2 separate regions of the Hordeum vulgare genome follow, and region 1 is linked to region 2. A link is a contact called in public Hi-C data. All regions are on one chromosome and are shown on one strand. The core of a region is the stretch at or near the end of the contact, and the rest is flanking DNA. Distances in the headings are between cores, read along the strand shown. Region 1 holds the start of LOC123444852 (GABA transporter 1). Region 2 holds the start of LOC123444850.

Region 1 (7,443 bases), core at 3,222-5,721, 130 kb before region 2:
GATTACGTAGGTGTAGGATTATTGTAGGTTCCAACATACACAGAGTTCTCGTTTGCTCCCGTCCTCGGACTCAGGATTCATACACCATGGAGCATTGTGAAAGGCGTAAGATGAAGCACACCTAAATTGATCTTGACACATGTACCCGAATCAATTTCGGCGATTTCGGTGCACGGGTTTTTGCAGCATCAACAGATACATAAGGAAGGCTATACATAAGAGCACACTTCCAACTCTTCCCCTAGTCTATAAGAGCACAGGATTGACGGGCTAAACACTTGTCGGGTCACATTCATCTGCCTACATAACTTATCCAGAACCAAAACTCGGTATGTATGTACTCGGCCAAGCAACAATCTTGGACGGTTCGTCGGCAAGGTCGGAGCTCAATGCCAAGTCACAAGCGGCGACCTCAACATTTCCTGGCGTACGAGCCACGTCAAGCGGGGCCTCACACGTTGGCGAAGAGCTTGTAGGTGCCGGCGTCCAGCGCGATCTGCCTGACGGCGGCCACGGACGCGACGACGGCGACCGCGGAGAACACGACGGCGATGGCCGTGTTGAGCCAGAAGACGAAGCCCTTCTTGGAGGGCTTGAACGTGAGGTTGTAGAAGAGCGCCGGCACGGCGAAGTCGAGCGGCATGAAGCCGAAGGCCCCGATGAGCGCGTTCATGTCGCCGAAGAAGGGTATCATGGCGGCGATGGTGGTGCCGAAGGCGACGGCGGCGGTGCGGGACACGAGGCGCGGCACCACGTTCCGCGCCGCGTACTGCCCGGCCTTGGGGTCCGACAGGAGGCCCTCCAGCACCTCGTTGGTCGGCTGCAGGTACACCGTGGCCGTGGCCGACAGCTGCACCAGCGTGAAGAGCTCCGCCATTAGCAGCAGCCACACCGGGATGACGGGCTTGCCGTCCACCATGAAGTTGTTGAGCAGCAGGCCCTGCGCCGCGTTGCCGAACGCCCAGTACCCCGCCGTGGCCACGCTGAAGAAGGTGGTCACCACCACCGCGTAGCACAGGCACAGGCCCTTGAACATCTTCCCCGTCACCGGCGCGGCCACCGTCGCCTGCAATCACCATACACAGTACAGCAGGCATGCATATGTAATGTAAGCACCCGTGAATCGTAACAAGCCATGGATCAACAAAGCCCTCTTTCAGAGAGATTGATCAGAGCAGAGGGTTCATTCAGCAGCTACGTACCTGTATCTCGGGGATGATGCCGTTGCCGTAGGTGGTGGCGATGACGGCGAGGGCGTTGAACACGCCGTAGACGCGGGTGTGGGTGTCGCCGGCGATGGAGTAGTCCTTGGGGGGCGCCCGGTCGGAGGTGCCGAGGTAGACGCAGCCGGCGACGGCGCAGAGGCTGTAGGAGAGGCAGAGCAGCAGGGAGACGAGGTTGACGTGGCGGAGCGAGTGGAAGGACGGCAGCTGCGCCAGGATGACGAGGAAGACGCCGAAGATGACCACGAACACGTAGAGCTTCATGGTGCCCCCGGGGTTGGCGATGAGGTAGATGGCCTTCATGCTCTGGCCGGCCAGCAGGGTGGACGCGACCACGGCGCCGAAGCACACCATGAACTGGATCGGACCGATGTAGTAGCGCGCCCATCCAGGTCCTGCATCACATAAACAATGGTATTAGTATTACTAACGTTTCTTTGACAACTTGGATGGATGTGCTACGGCCATTGCTCGTTTTTCATTGCTCTCCTGCCATGCCATGCCATGCCACGCCGGCGACGAGCCGACGGTAGTAGGAGTACTACGTACGTACGTACCCTGCCCACACCGTCAAAACCAGATCGGTCGCCTGTGCGCGGGGCAGTAGGAGACGCAATTATTGAAAGATGCTCACGTGAGGGCATCTCATCATGATACTCGAGCCCGAAAGGCTGGAGCTAACTGCTGGCTGTCGGCTAGCGCTATAGTAGTCCTTGACCACGTGCTTTGACCTCATATGCATCGGTCATGCATGCATGACCAAAGCCAAGCAAGATATGCACGTACTGACGTACACATGTCTGGCATGCTGGTTTTACGCTCGAAACATACATGACGGATCCACGGTGCACGGCGCACGGCGGTGTGTGTAGTTGAACGGTGGCATCAACGGCTAATCCTACCATCTATCTGCACGATCGGAGCTTTGGCATACCGCTACAGGGTATCGGGCGGCCGACGGCGACGTGGTCAAGTGTACTGACCTAGTATGTCGGCGGCCATGTCCCTGAAGCGGAGCTGGCGGCGGCCCTGCTGCGCGTGGTGCTCGAGCACGCGGGAGAGGAGGTTGTAGGAGTAGAAGGTGACGGCGGCGCCGACGACGAGGCACACCATCCCCGCCGACCACCCCAGCGCCGCGAACGCGAACGGCAGGCTCAGCAGCGGCGGCGCCACGATCGACGTCGTCAGGTGGTACCCGCAGTGCAGCCATGACCCTGCAACACATGGACACGTAAACATGTCAGCTCCCGCTCCACAAACAAAAACACTATCTGTCCATGATTAACAAGCGAGGATTTTTCTTAAAATAATGTTCATGATTAACAGGCGAGGATTTTTCTTAACATAATGTTCATGATTAACAGGCGAGGATTTTTGTTTTAACATAATGGCCGAATGTCACGTTCATGCTGTCAGAAAATGGGGGCGCGGTGCCTGCTTTCTCCAGGACGATCGCTGCTTGGTCAAAAGTCGCCGGATATCTGAAGCCCCACGAAATCCACGGTGCACCACGTCGAAGAAATCATGCGCCGATGATGAGCTCGTTGTTTATCCCTGCCCGTGCCAAATTTCCGGAGGTGTACGTCAGCGCACTCAACGCTCCTCCTCTGAATCGGAACGCCGAGTGTGTGGTTCAGGGGTCAACAACTCGATCGACATGCAAGACGTGCTGGGAGACTTCGCATTGACGCTGACATAAACCTATTAGCCGCACTTCTCTTCTCTGGCTAGTGTGGATGGTCATGCAGTACTACTATATGATTATCGGCGTGGAATATCAGGCCGTGCCGGCTGAGCTTTCGCCTTTCAGTGGTCTATTTCAGCATGACAATACTACTAAATGTTGTCCAGCGTGTGCAATATGGATGCGGGATGAATGCATTGTATCCGCGAGATGGCGATCGTGTACCAGTCCGGTCCGGCCACGGTGCAATTTTCGAATGGAAATACTACCACGTTCCCGCCCTAACATTAATTTATTTTTGGCTGCTAAGCAAACTGTTAATAATGTGATGTGATGATCTGGCTGCTGAAGAGACGCTAAATAATATCCAGTGCACATATCTAGCGCACATGTTTAGGAGGAGTAAAACTGCAGCGCTCTGTGCACATTTCGCGGAATGCACATGGAGGGGTATGGGGGTATGGCTACGGATGGCCAGGCATCCCGGCATGCCGCGAGTACTATTGTGTTTTGTCTCTTCTTTCTTTGCTGCTAAAGACATCTGGGCACGCAGGGTGAAGAGGGGAGAGAAAGTGAAAAAGAAAGTGAGGTTTTGCAGCCGGGAAAAAGCAGGAACTGCTACGTTGAAAGCACGGCTCTCATAAAGTAAACAGTGAGAAAGGGGTGAAATGAAAGACTCTTGAAAGGATGGATACGGGCAAGGGGCCAATTCAAACATGCGTCCAATCCACCACCCAGCAAGAACTTTTGAGCAGGAGATCTCCATAGGTGGAGCTCCAATGGCATGGCCAAATCGTTGCCTTGTGAGCCCATCGTCGTCGTCAGTTCTCTTCTGTATGGCTATCTTGTGCTAGTATAATGCGAGTATACTTAACATGTCATCAACCATTTTCTGGCGGAGTGATCGGCAAAATGGCAAATATGTAATCAATCCTGTTCCTACCTAGCTTAGCTAGCATACCAAGCCATCGCATCGATTTTATCTTTGATAGCATAGCCAAAGTCACCTTGGTGCTTTGGTAGATATGTACAGTTAGTAATAATCGGAGCTACTATTTCATCTGGGACAACCAATCAACAGCTTCATGCAGCATGATCCTGACGACGCCGGACGAACGCGGGCGGGTCATGTGCTCCTCTGACGTGCTGCTACGGAATAGAAAGAGAGAGAGAGAGAGAGGGGGGCACCTTTGGACTCGAGGACGAAGAGCGCGCCGGCGTCGAGCTTCTGGCCGACGGTGTCGCCGCCGGCCTCCATCTTCTTCGCCTCATCCTCCTCCCTGCTCGGAGCCCCCATGCCGTCTAGCTAGCTCCTGAGCCTGACAGGCGCGCGGAGGGAGAACCGTCCCGGGAAGAAAGGTGGCTAGCCGAGGAGGAGAGAGCTACGAGTGGCAGACTCACACGTCGTGAAGATGATCTCTCCCGCCTCTCTGCTCGATGGATATGCGCACGGCACGGAGCGGAGAGCCGAGCCACCCCGCCTATATAGGCGCCGCGTGCCCGGTAATGTGAGCGCGCGCACGTACCACGCAGGCTCCTGATTCTCTTTGGCCGCTCCACCGGCAAATCAACTGAACCTGCACCTGCAGCGAAACACAACTAGCTAACACGTTCAGGCATGCCATCATTTTCCCCCCCTTGGAAAACAATGGCACTGCATGTGATCGCTGAATATTGCAACCATGCATGCCTGCTCGTTGTCTCGACGGATGGCACGACCGGGACGCGCCGATGGACCGCATCTGGCTGATGGGGCTGTGGAGAGGCGTGCGTACGTACGTGCATCGGTGCGAAATCAAGTCCGTTCCTGCGTGAAAATGCGTGGCACAAGACAAGTTGGCCACCGGTTGATGAACAGAGGCGTGGGTGTGGGTGTGGGTGTAGGAGTAGGGGCTTTCGTTGCCGGCCACGGCGAACGGCTTGGCCGCTAGCTGGGTTTGTTGGCAGTGCGTATCAACGGGATGTTGGGGTGCAGAACGACGGCGACGTGCTGGAGGAGGAGGGTCTCAATATTTAGTGGGTAAGTAGAGTTCGCTGTCATAGCAACACTAGAGTCCAACAGCCACAGGTAGCGCCTTCTGACTTCAATAAACTGTCCATCTTCTAAAAAACATGGTGTCGATGCAATCAGTTACCTCTGCCAGGTTATCAGCGTCGTCGTCTGGCCTATCAACTTGGTTGTTCTTTAGGTCGGGGTTGTCGATCGAGTTCGGAGCTAATAATTTGATTATGGTGCGATACACGATGGTTCAAGTAAGTATGTTGTTGCTCTAAGTATGTTGTCACAGCTGAGAGACTCCTATCACCCCTGAAAGGGAATAAAAAACTTAGCACTAGGCTTCCACTGATAAGCTCCCGGTCTCAGGCTCAACTACCCCCTGTGGACTGTGAAACCTGTAACATTCACAATCGCAACCACTTGCTGGTTTCTGCGGAAACTAATATTGATAATCACATCTCGTGGGACGCCATGTGTGGCGGCATGATGAACTTCCATACGATCACGTTGCAGGTGTTGACTTCACAAGCGCAGATGCGCTGCGCTCGCTAATCTTCAACGGTTGGTTAACCCATGTAACGTTATTTGACTGCTTCGCATGCACAAGTAGGTGCGCCCACGTGCTGTGGATAGGCAAAACACTTTGCACGCACTGAACGAGTAAGGGCGCCATTGATTCGCGGGATTTTGAAAACGCATGGATAAAAAGAATATAGGATTTGATTGGCATGTTTATTTGAACACTATAGGATTAGTAAATAGTGTCCATGTCACAAAAAAATTAAAAAAATTAGAAATAAGTTGAAGTGGATGTTAGATTTTCTATTAAAGGTAGTACACAAGATTTCATAAAAGGAAATCCTATGGAATCCAATGACCAATATAAAAAAATCCTAAGGATTTCAATCCCCAAAATCCTATGAAATTCCTTTGAATCTATTGAACACGTGTATATTGCGTGTACGTATATAGGTCTAGGCTGTATAGATTGCATCTGCCATGTCTCTCTTCCCTTGTAACGTGTATGTAACTTGGGAGACAAGGCAACCGTGCACCTCCCTCTATACCTATATATGTGCCATGATGCACGACGAGTAAAGTCATTGGTGCAACCAATACAATTCATACATCCAACATGGTATCAGTTTAGGGTTTCCGATCCAACCCTAGCTTTTGTTCCCGTCGCCGCCGCACCCTACAACAGCTGCATCTAGCCGTTGTAGCCTGCTGTCGCCGCCCTCTCCTCTACCCTTGCAGCTGCCTCTCCCCTTACACGTCGTTGTCGTCTTCCTCTCCGCAGTCGTCGCTGCCCACCCCTCTACCCATAGTCGTCGTCGCTGCCCACCCTCATCACCATGGATTCTCCACAGTCTTCTCTCTCTGGCAACTCCAACCCCTTCACCTGTCCAAATATCCCCACCGCCGATGACATCCATGATCTCAGCATCCATGACCCCGTCGCCATCAAGCTAGATAAATCTAGCTCCTCTTACTATGCATGGAAGACTTACTTCGACCTCGTCTTCCGCGAGTACTACCTCGCAGAGCACATCGACGGGTCCGTCGATGGCGTGGTCATGAAGGTCGATCCGGAGTGGTCCGCGGCCACGCTCATGCGATGGTTCTATCTCATCATCTCGAAGGACATCTTCCACACGGTCGTCTCTAAGGATGGTGATGCTTGCACCATGTGGGAAATGATCAGTGCGCTCTTCATTGACAACAAGTTCCTACGCCTCATCTTCTTGCAGCAAGAGTTCTTTGGGTGTCATTAGGATGACTCCTCGAACAACGACTATTTCATGCGCTTCAAGATGTTGGTCGACGAGCTCCGCGACATTGGCTCTAAGGTATCCGACGAGCTCATGCTTAGCACGCTCAACGCCAGCCTCAACGAGGACTTCGGTAATGCACCCTCCAACCTCACGTTGCTGGCGAACCCCACCTTCCAAACCGCCACCGCCTATTTGCGCTTGGAGGAGCGTCAAATGAAGAAGGTTAAGGCACGGGTCCAGCACATCTTCCTCGCCGTCAGTACCTCCCATGATGCGGCCGCCCCAGCCGTACGGCCTCCGGCCCCGTCGGTCTTCTTCCCACTCCCGCTTGCACCACCCGCGCCACAGTAGCAGAACGACGGGGCCATCGTGGCGGTGGACGCCCTCGTCAGCAGCAGCAAGAGCCATCCGGGTATGTGGGGAGGCTCCACGCCAACACTAGCCATCCCCGCCCTAGACGGTCGGCACTAATCCGTGGAACGACGTCGCGCATGTTCACCACATGCCGGTCCCACGGACGACTGCCCCGGGCACCCTTGGCCCTCCTTTGACGCATGAGGCGCATCTCGCCACGCCTAACGTTGGTCCCATCGACGGCTATCCAACGCTACCCACGATCGCACTGGCTGGTGGCTACGTGCCCTATGGCGGCCCTACTTTGTCGCCTGCGCCATGGGACCAGGCTCTCTTGGCTGCTCTTCACACAACCCCCTCGCCGAACAACTACGATGGAGGCGGTGATAGGTACATTGACATGGGGAC
Region 2 (6,988 bases), core at 1,764-4,263:
TTCGCCCGGAGCACCTCCCAACACCACAACCCCACGCACAACGCCTCCGCTAGCCCACACGCCTCCCACGAAGCCACCGCGCCAGCGGCACCGGGGAGCCACCAAGCACGTCCTCCACGCAACACCCCCAGCGACACGACACCTCCGAAGCCACCATGACCTAGGCCCGAGCACGACCAGATCCAGATCCAGGTCCAGATCGGGGTCAGGGGCAGGCCGCAGTCGCTACGGAGGCAGCACCACTGCACGGCGCCCTGCCCTCCAGCCCGCCAGAGGACCCAGCCCGCGGTGCTCGGGGACGCTCGGGCCGCTCCCCTGGAGAGCGACGCGAGCGGCTCACGCCATGATGACTGTTGCAACTGGAGGCAACACACGTGACATGCGCCACCGTGTTGGACAAAAGGTGCAGCGAGATTGCTCCAGAAGCAAAGGTCACGCACTTCGCTCACCGTCATCATGAATGTCGTGGATGCCTTTACAAACACCGAGAGAGGATGGACCAAGGGAGGGCCAGGGAATGGAGCAGGCACGCCAGGACGAGTGCGTCGCCAGCAGCCAGCCGCACACAGACCGGCCAGACGACAGCACTCAGACAGTCACCTGCCTGCAAGGCAAGGCCGCACTAACGCATGCAATCGGCGAAAAGCCATGCAGCTTTTCCTGTCTTGCCTTGGGCGAGGCTAGCACGGGTGAACAAACTGGTTGTTGTGCTTGACAACGCTACGAGAGCGCAGACCATACGCGCCACTGCCGTCAACACACGCTCTATACGATCAACAGCAAACACAGGCTACATCATCCACTTGTTAGAAACGGTGTACCCACAGCCGCGCTCCATGAACAGGTCTGCGTCTCCAAGGGCACCTCTCCCCTTCCTCAGGTCTTCCGGGAGTCCTGCTGTGACCCCAGAGAGGAAGCCTGAGCCTGGTGGAACGCTGCACCTGCCAGAAGCAGGAGGATCATACAACTGCTTCCCAGAAGCTGGAACCCAAGCGCCGTCATCTCTGTATGTGTCGTGTCGGGCAGCCTCCCTCAGCCCGAGCTCGTTACTTCTTGGCAGCGCCTCGTCGTTTGGGAACGAGTCCGTCGGCAGCCGGAAGAGTCCCGGGCTGCCGACGGGGATCTTCACGTCGTCCTCCCTCCCGCGATCGTCGCCGCCCGGGGCCGGGAGAGCCAGGATCTCCTGCCGTGGAGGGCTCGAACCGCTCGGTTTCTCCGTGAGCCAGGCGTCGGAGCCGTCGACCGAAAGGCTTTGTTCCCTTCCATGGTCGTGGTCACCACGGCAGCCCCTGTACGAACTGCTGCCGTCGCCGTCGTCGTCGCCGTAGAGGTCCGCGCCACGGTACTCGTCGCCCGGTGCCGGGAGCGCCAGCGTCACCTGGCTGGGCGGGAGCGGCCTGTCCAGCTTCTGCCTCAGGGAGATCCTGGCGCGCTGCAGGGCCTGGAGGACGCTCTCCACGTCGACGGTGCCGTGCTGGTCGTCGCCGTGATCGTGGAAGCGCGACGAGCTCCAGTCCGAGACCTTGCTGACCGACGGGCTCGACTCCGATGGCGCCGCCTTGACGGCGCCGAGCCCGGACGACGCGGAGTTCGTGTATCGGCTCGAGCAGCCGTCTGAATTGGCGTCTCCTTGCTGGTCCCGGCTTCGTCTCGTGGCCGCGCTGTAGCAGGAGCTCCCTTGTGCTGAAATGGCAGCGGCCCGCGCTATTTCTTCCGATGCGTTCTTGAGTGCTCTACTAGAAACGAGTTGCTTTTCGCCACCTGATCTCGCCTGCACTTGGCAATCTGCCTCCGTGCCACCCTGCATTTCGCAAAGCAGAAGGACGGTTCAAATCGATGCAAGAACTGTCGCCTCCAGCAATACCCATGGTGTCGAATCTCGAATATATCATTCAGGATGCTAACTCTGCCGTATTTTGACAGGAGAAACGAATCCGTTGCCAGATATACGTAGTACCTTGTTGGGTGAACTCCGGGTGTCGTTGAATTTCTTTTCCCAGTCCGTCTGAGCCTTCTCCTCGGCCTCATGCTGCCCGATCAGCTCGGCCTGCTTCTCCAGCACCCTCTCCATCTCCCCATCGTTGTTGTCGCGCCTGATCACGTACTGGCCACCGCTCTCCCCCGAGCCCCGCTGGCCTTCTCCGCCCACCACCTCGCCGTCAAACTCGGTCCGGCGGCCATCGTCGGTGCAGCTCGATCCATCTCGCTGTTCCTTCCGACTCTCCGCGAGCACCGCGGCAACGCCGCTGTCATTGTTGAGCAGAAGAGAAGTGCAGAGTGTCAAGAAATCGACAGGAATGGCATTGTAGAGGGAGTTGAAACTTTAGGATGATCGATGGCGGGACGGACCTGAGCTCCTTGCGCTTGTTCTTCCGGCAGGACTGGCCCATCCGGTACTTGGGCTCGGGATCCGATTGCGAGGCCAGGAAGTAGACGTAGCTCCGGCGGTGCCGCTGCTTGAGCTGCCTGGCCCTCCGCGGGCTCGCGCACCGGCCTTTCCACGACAGCCCGCCGGGGCCGGGCTGCAGGGCCGTCCCGGACATGGCGTCCTCCTCCTCCTCCGCTCCGCCCTTCTCCGGCGGCCGCGCCTGCTCCTGTCCCTCCACGCCGTGGGAGCAGGGCGCAGGGTCGCCGCCGGTGACCGTGGCGTCGCGTGGCCCGTCCCGCTCCTCCTCGTCGGCGTTGTCGGCGTCGTCGGAGCCCGAGTCGAGCACGTCGGAGAGGCTGCCGCAGAAGCCCTGGGACTGGAGGACGGCCAGCGCCTCCGCGGCCTCCCGCTCCGCCTGCCGCCGCTGCGCCGTCACCGCCCGGACCTGCTGCTCCAGCTCCGCGACCTGAACGAGGCGCGCGGATCAACGGCGCCGACACTGGCATTCAGAAGAACGTACGTACGTACCCTGGCGGCGAGCTGGTCGGCGCGGTCCTTGGATGCCCGCGAGACGGAGCGCTCGGAGAGCAGGCGCGCCCGGAGGAAGTCGACGGTCATGGCCGCCGCCGCCGCAGGGTCCGCCATCCGCGCTCAAAGCCTCTGCATGCACACACACACTCACCAGAAACGGCAGCACGGGTACGCGCTGAGCAGAGCTGCACGTACGCGCTCGCTACTGAAGTGGACTCCCGAACTCACTCCCGGGGCGGGGGCGGGGGCGGGGGCGGGGCTAGGATACAATACAATTGACAAGAGCTCCACGCTCCTGCTCTACGGTCTACACCAACACCGCACCCACCGGCCACCGTCACAAGGCTTGGTTTTCTCGTGCCCGTACTACGTATACACGGTATTAAAAAAGCAGCTTGTCTTTCTGCGACGGGGCGCACGCGAAGACGCAGCCCCACGCGCGCACCGACAGCGAGCGAGTAGCGGCCGATGCACGAGGACCATGGGACGAGCGCAACGGTATCGCTGGCTGCTCCATCGGCCAACGGCGATGCCTCACCTCACCTGTCGCCCCGGGCCGGGGGTCCGTCCTGTGGCAAGCAATCTTCTGGCTGGACGGAGGTCCTCCTCCTTGGTCCTTGCATTGGGGGCTGCTGTTTATGATACTGTATGTATGATGTTGTTGTGGGGGTGATTTTTCTGTCGATCGCGGTACAGCCCCAAGTGCCGGTGCTGATGCCGTGCTGTCCAACTGGCTAGGCTAGGCTGCAAAATCCAAAATGTCGCTTGGATCACGCACGAGTGTCGTGCCCCGCTCGGAATCTTTCTTTTTTCTGCTTGGATCGGATCCAGCGCCTCACCAACCAACCTCATGGTAGTACTACCACCGCACGGCAAAACCCCAACGACTTTGCCATGACCGCATTTAAATCATCATGCTCACCGCATCCACCAAGAAACAAATCAAGGTCAGCTCGAACAAACGACTACTTCTCTCATACTGTAAGGTAGATCTGCATGCAACTTCAGACTCTACCAGGATGATGATGCAGGATGATGATGGTAAGCCATGGGCACGGAGCAACTGCGTGTTTCCTTAACCCCCAATGTCAGGAAACCGGATAAGAGGATTGCAAACACACACACACACACGCACGCGCGGGGGCAACAGGTATCTGCAAGTGCTTACATTACAGGACGACTGTTCTTGCCAGAGACAAGGCTTAAGAAACATCTAGAGTGTTTGGTTTAGAACCACCATGGATTCCACTGACGCATAATCAGTCAGTTAGTCGCCGCTGGCACATCCCTTGCAGCCACAGTGGACACATTCGATCACCTGCTCCTCCCTCAGGTGCTTGGGGACCCGGCACACGCACGTCGTCGCAAAGTTGTGGTCTCGTGTCTGGATGCAGCGGAGGCAGCAGAGGCGCTCGTAGCCCGGCTGCATGTACACACAAAAAGAAGCATAGAGTAAGAAAGAATATCAGACGGATCATACATATAGTAACTATATAAACACAGAACAGAGTAATAAGTGGCTGGAACTGGAAGGAAGGAAGACTATGAAGCATGAAGTGCAAAGAAAAAGGGGGGGGGGGGGGGGGTCTGTGCTCAGAGGTTGTGGAGCATTTTCTATCTACGTTTCGACTGCCACAGTTAGGAAAAATCTGCCGTGGCAGGAAGAGCGTGGGGGTACAAAGTATCATTGCTAATTGGCAGGATATATGCTAACCAACCAAGGGGCCGAGAGTCATATATTTAACTGTCATGATCACCTAATCAGTACATGGCTATGAAAGATTGATAATAACGGTGTCTGTTAAGAGCTAGGCAACTGCACTTTAGCACAATGTAGTACTAGGCCTACACGGTCACATTTTCTGCCTGGTTTTAACGAAGGTGTCTTTCTTCAGTTCTGTATGGAAGAGGTGCGTGTTCGTACCACGACAACTTCTGGGAGGATTTGTGGGTGTCTGATGTTATTGTCAGTCTTTTTTAAAAGCCAGATAGGTTGTTTGGCCTTACAAAAGATTTTGGTTAGTTAAGGTCTCTCTCAAAAGTTAAAAAGACTTTTCTAGTTAGCATTTAGGAATATCATTTTAACTAAGGATAATTTGCTCAGAAGAGGTTGGTGGCAGTGCAATTGAACATCCTTCTATCCTTTGTGTAGTAGCCCGCTATGTATGGGAGGTGGCGGAATTCACTTTTGGTATTAAGATTATACCTGCATTGTTTAGTGAAGTACGTGAATGGATTAATAGATGCTCTGTAAAGCATACACAGTTCATGGCGATAGCGGTTTTACATGTGGTTTGCTTTGCTCCATATGGAAAACCAGGGACAGCAGACTGTTAAAAATATGTTCTTCTTCAGGACCCTGCTAATGTATGTTTCAGATTTCGCATTGGTTATCCTACCAGGCTGGCTTACAAAAGCTAAAATTGCGAAGCTACCAAGCGCCACTGCTGTTGCAAGTGACATCTGAAGTTTTCAGTCACCGCTAGGGATAAAGGCCTCTGGTGCATAGGAATGAAGATTGCTGATAACAAATATCAGAACAGGAAACTGTAGTTTTGTTGCCCGACTCTGTTTCCGTATCTGTCCTTGTTATGGTCAGAGTGCTAGAGTGTGGCTTGGCAAAGCTACCATAAGTACCCTGGAGTCTGGTATGTTGTAATGTAATGCTTCGTAGGATATTGGTAGGAAGCATGGATGCACAAGCATGCCATGTATATGGATGAGAGAAATCTGGTGTATTATCAGTTTTATGAAATGGAATGGGAGCACTGAGCTACATTATAAAGTATGACCATTAGATGAATAAGTTCCCAGAATTTGATCTTTAACTTCAAATCAGTATTACATTAAAACAGGGAATGAATAGAACATATAGCATGGAAAGCATGATCAGGAACTCAATTTTATTGCACTACTACAGCATGGTTAGACGAAATAAATAACATGTGCACCATGCCACCATCAAGTTACTAAGAGATTATAAATAACAATACTAACTATTTACAGATTATTATCCACAGTTTATCAAGGTAAAGACTGACAAACGCTATAGAAGCAAATTCATGCCATGAATAAAGTCCGCATGTCACAGTTTTAGCCAGAAAAACATCTTATATATGCAATGAGCACGGCATACTTTACTAATCAATTCGAACACTTCACATCAGATGTCCAGAACACAAACAATAAGCTAAAGAATATTATGTGGTGATAAAAGTATACCCATGACAACATCAGCTGCTACTTTAACATCACAAGAACAAAATTGCAAAGATAGGGCAATTTATTTAAGGTCCACTTTGAGAATTACTACTCAAGCAGTTACTGTTTACTGTGGATGAAAAAGATTATAAGAGAGTAAAAACTTGATGATGTGTTTATTCATTCATTTGAACTAACTTCGTCCATGCATTAGTTAATTAAAGAACATCTAAGATGAAAAGAATATCACTCTTAAGGTAATACAAAACAAAAAGATTTGTGTGCACGTACAAATGGTATGAACCTAAGGACACTAACCTTTTTCCACTTTGCAATCAGATTACGGTCTGCATAACCCTGGTCCAGGCAGAACTCATAGAGCTCCTTTGATATTTCCTTCCTTCTATAGAAAAGATCATATATGTAACGACTCCTTTGATGAGAAATGCGGAAAATTGGCCAGAGTGCTTCACACTTCCTCTTCCCGTCATGTGTATCGTTTTCAGCTGCACGCGCAGATCATATTAGTACCCATCCTAGAGTATGAAGTAGCATTGCAGATCTGAAAAGGGTACACTGATAGATACACATGCTTAATAATCTGCATACCTTCTCTCATTTTGGCATCCAGCTCACGGATTGTGGGTTCAATAAGCGCCCATCCTTCAGGATATTCGACACGGCTTGTCTTTATCTTAGGCATGCTGTCACAAGGGGTGTCCTAGGGCTGGCTTTGGAATGCACAAACCTGAGAAAACACAGATAAAAGGGTAAGATTCAAATAGCATATACTTATGCCACGAAAATCATCCAGATATCAGTGCATTTTTCCAAAATAAAAGCAGGAACTGACAACTGAATAAAGGTTCATTCTGACTCTAGCATTAA

What was found. A called contact is a pair of places that touch in the nucleus more often than the background predicts.
Region 1: a contact with region 2 is called in a Hi-C map of leaf, with 1.9 times the contacts expected there. The contact joins the promoter of LOC123444852 here to the promoter of LOC123444850 in region 2. A contact is called at or near these places in 3 of 6 Hi-C or Micro-C datasets (leaf and seedling) and 1 of 1 datasets of contacts at active chromatin or transcription factors (embryo).

What each region holds. Positions count from the first base shown.
Region 1 is chr3H:543,022,325-543,029,767 of MorexV3_pseudomolecules_assembly, reverse strand. It overlaps LOC123444852 (GABA transporter 1), which reads right to left and starts at 4,471. Exons shown (of 4, transcript XM_045121712.1): 1 at 4,096-4,471; 2 at 2,207-2,437; 3 at 1,203-1,618; 4 at 107-1,066. The coding sequence starts at 4,204. The coding sequence ends at 452.
Region 2 is chr3H:542,890,255-542,897,242 of MorexV3_pseudomolecules_assembly, reverse strand. LOC123444850 reads right to left here and starts at 3,013. Exons shown (of 4, transcript XM_045121710.1): 1 at 2,897-3,013; 2 at 2,350-2,834; 3 at 1,958-2,246; 4 at 624-1,801. The coding sequence starts at 3,013. The coding sequence ends at 791. It overlaps LOC123444849 (protein BUD31 homolog 1), which reads right to left. Exons shown (of 4, transcript XM_045121709.1): 2 at 6,710-6,848; 3 at 6,419-6,606; 4 at 3,936-4,322. The coding sequence starts at 6,803. The coding sequence ends at 4,167.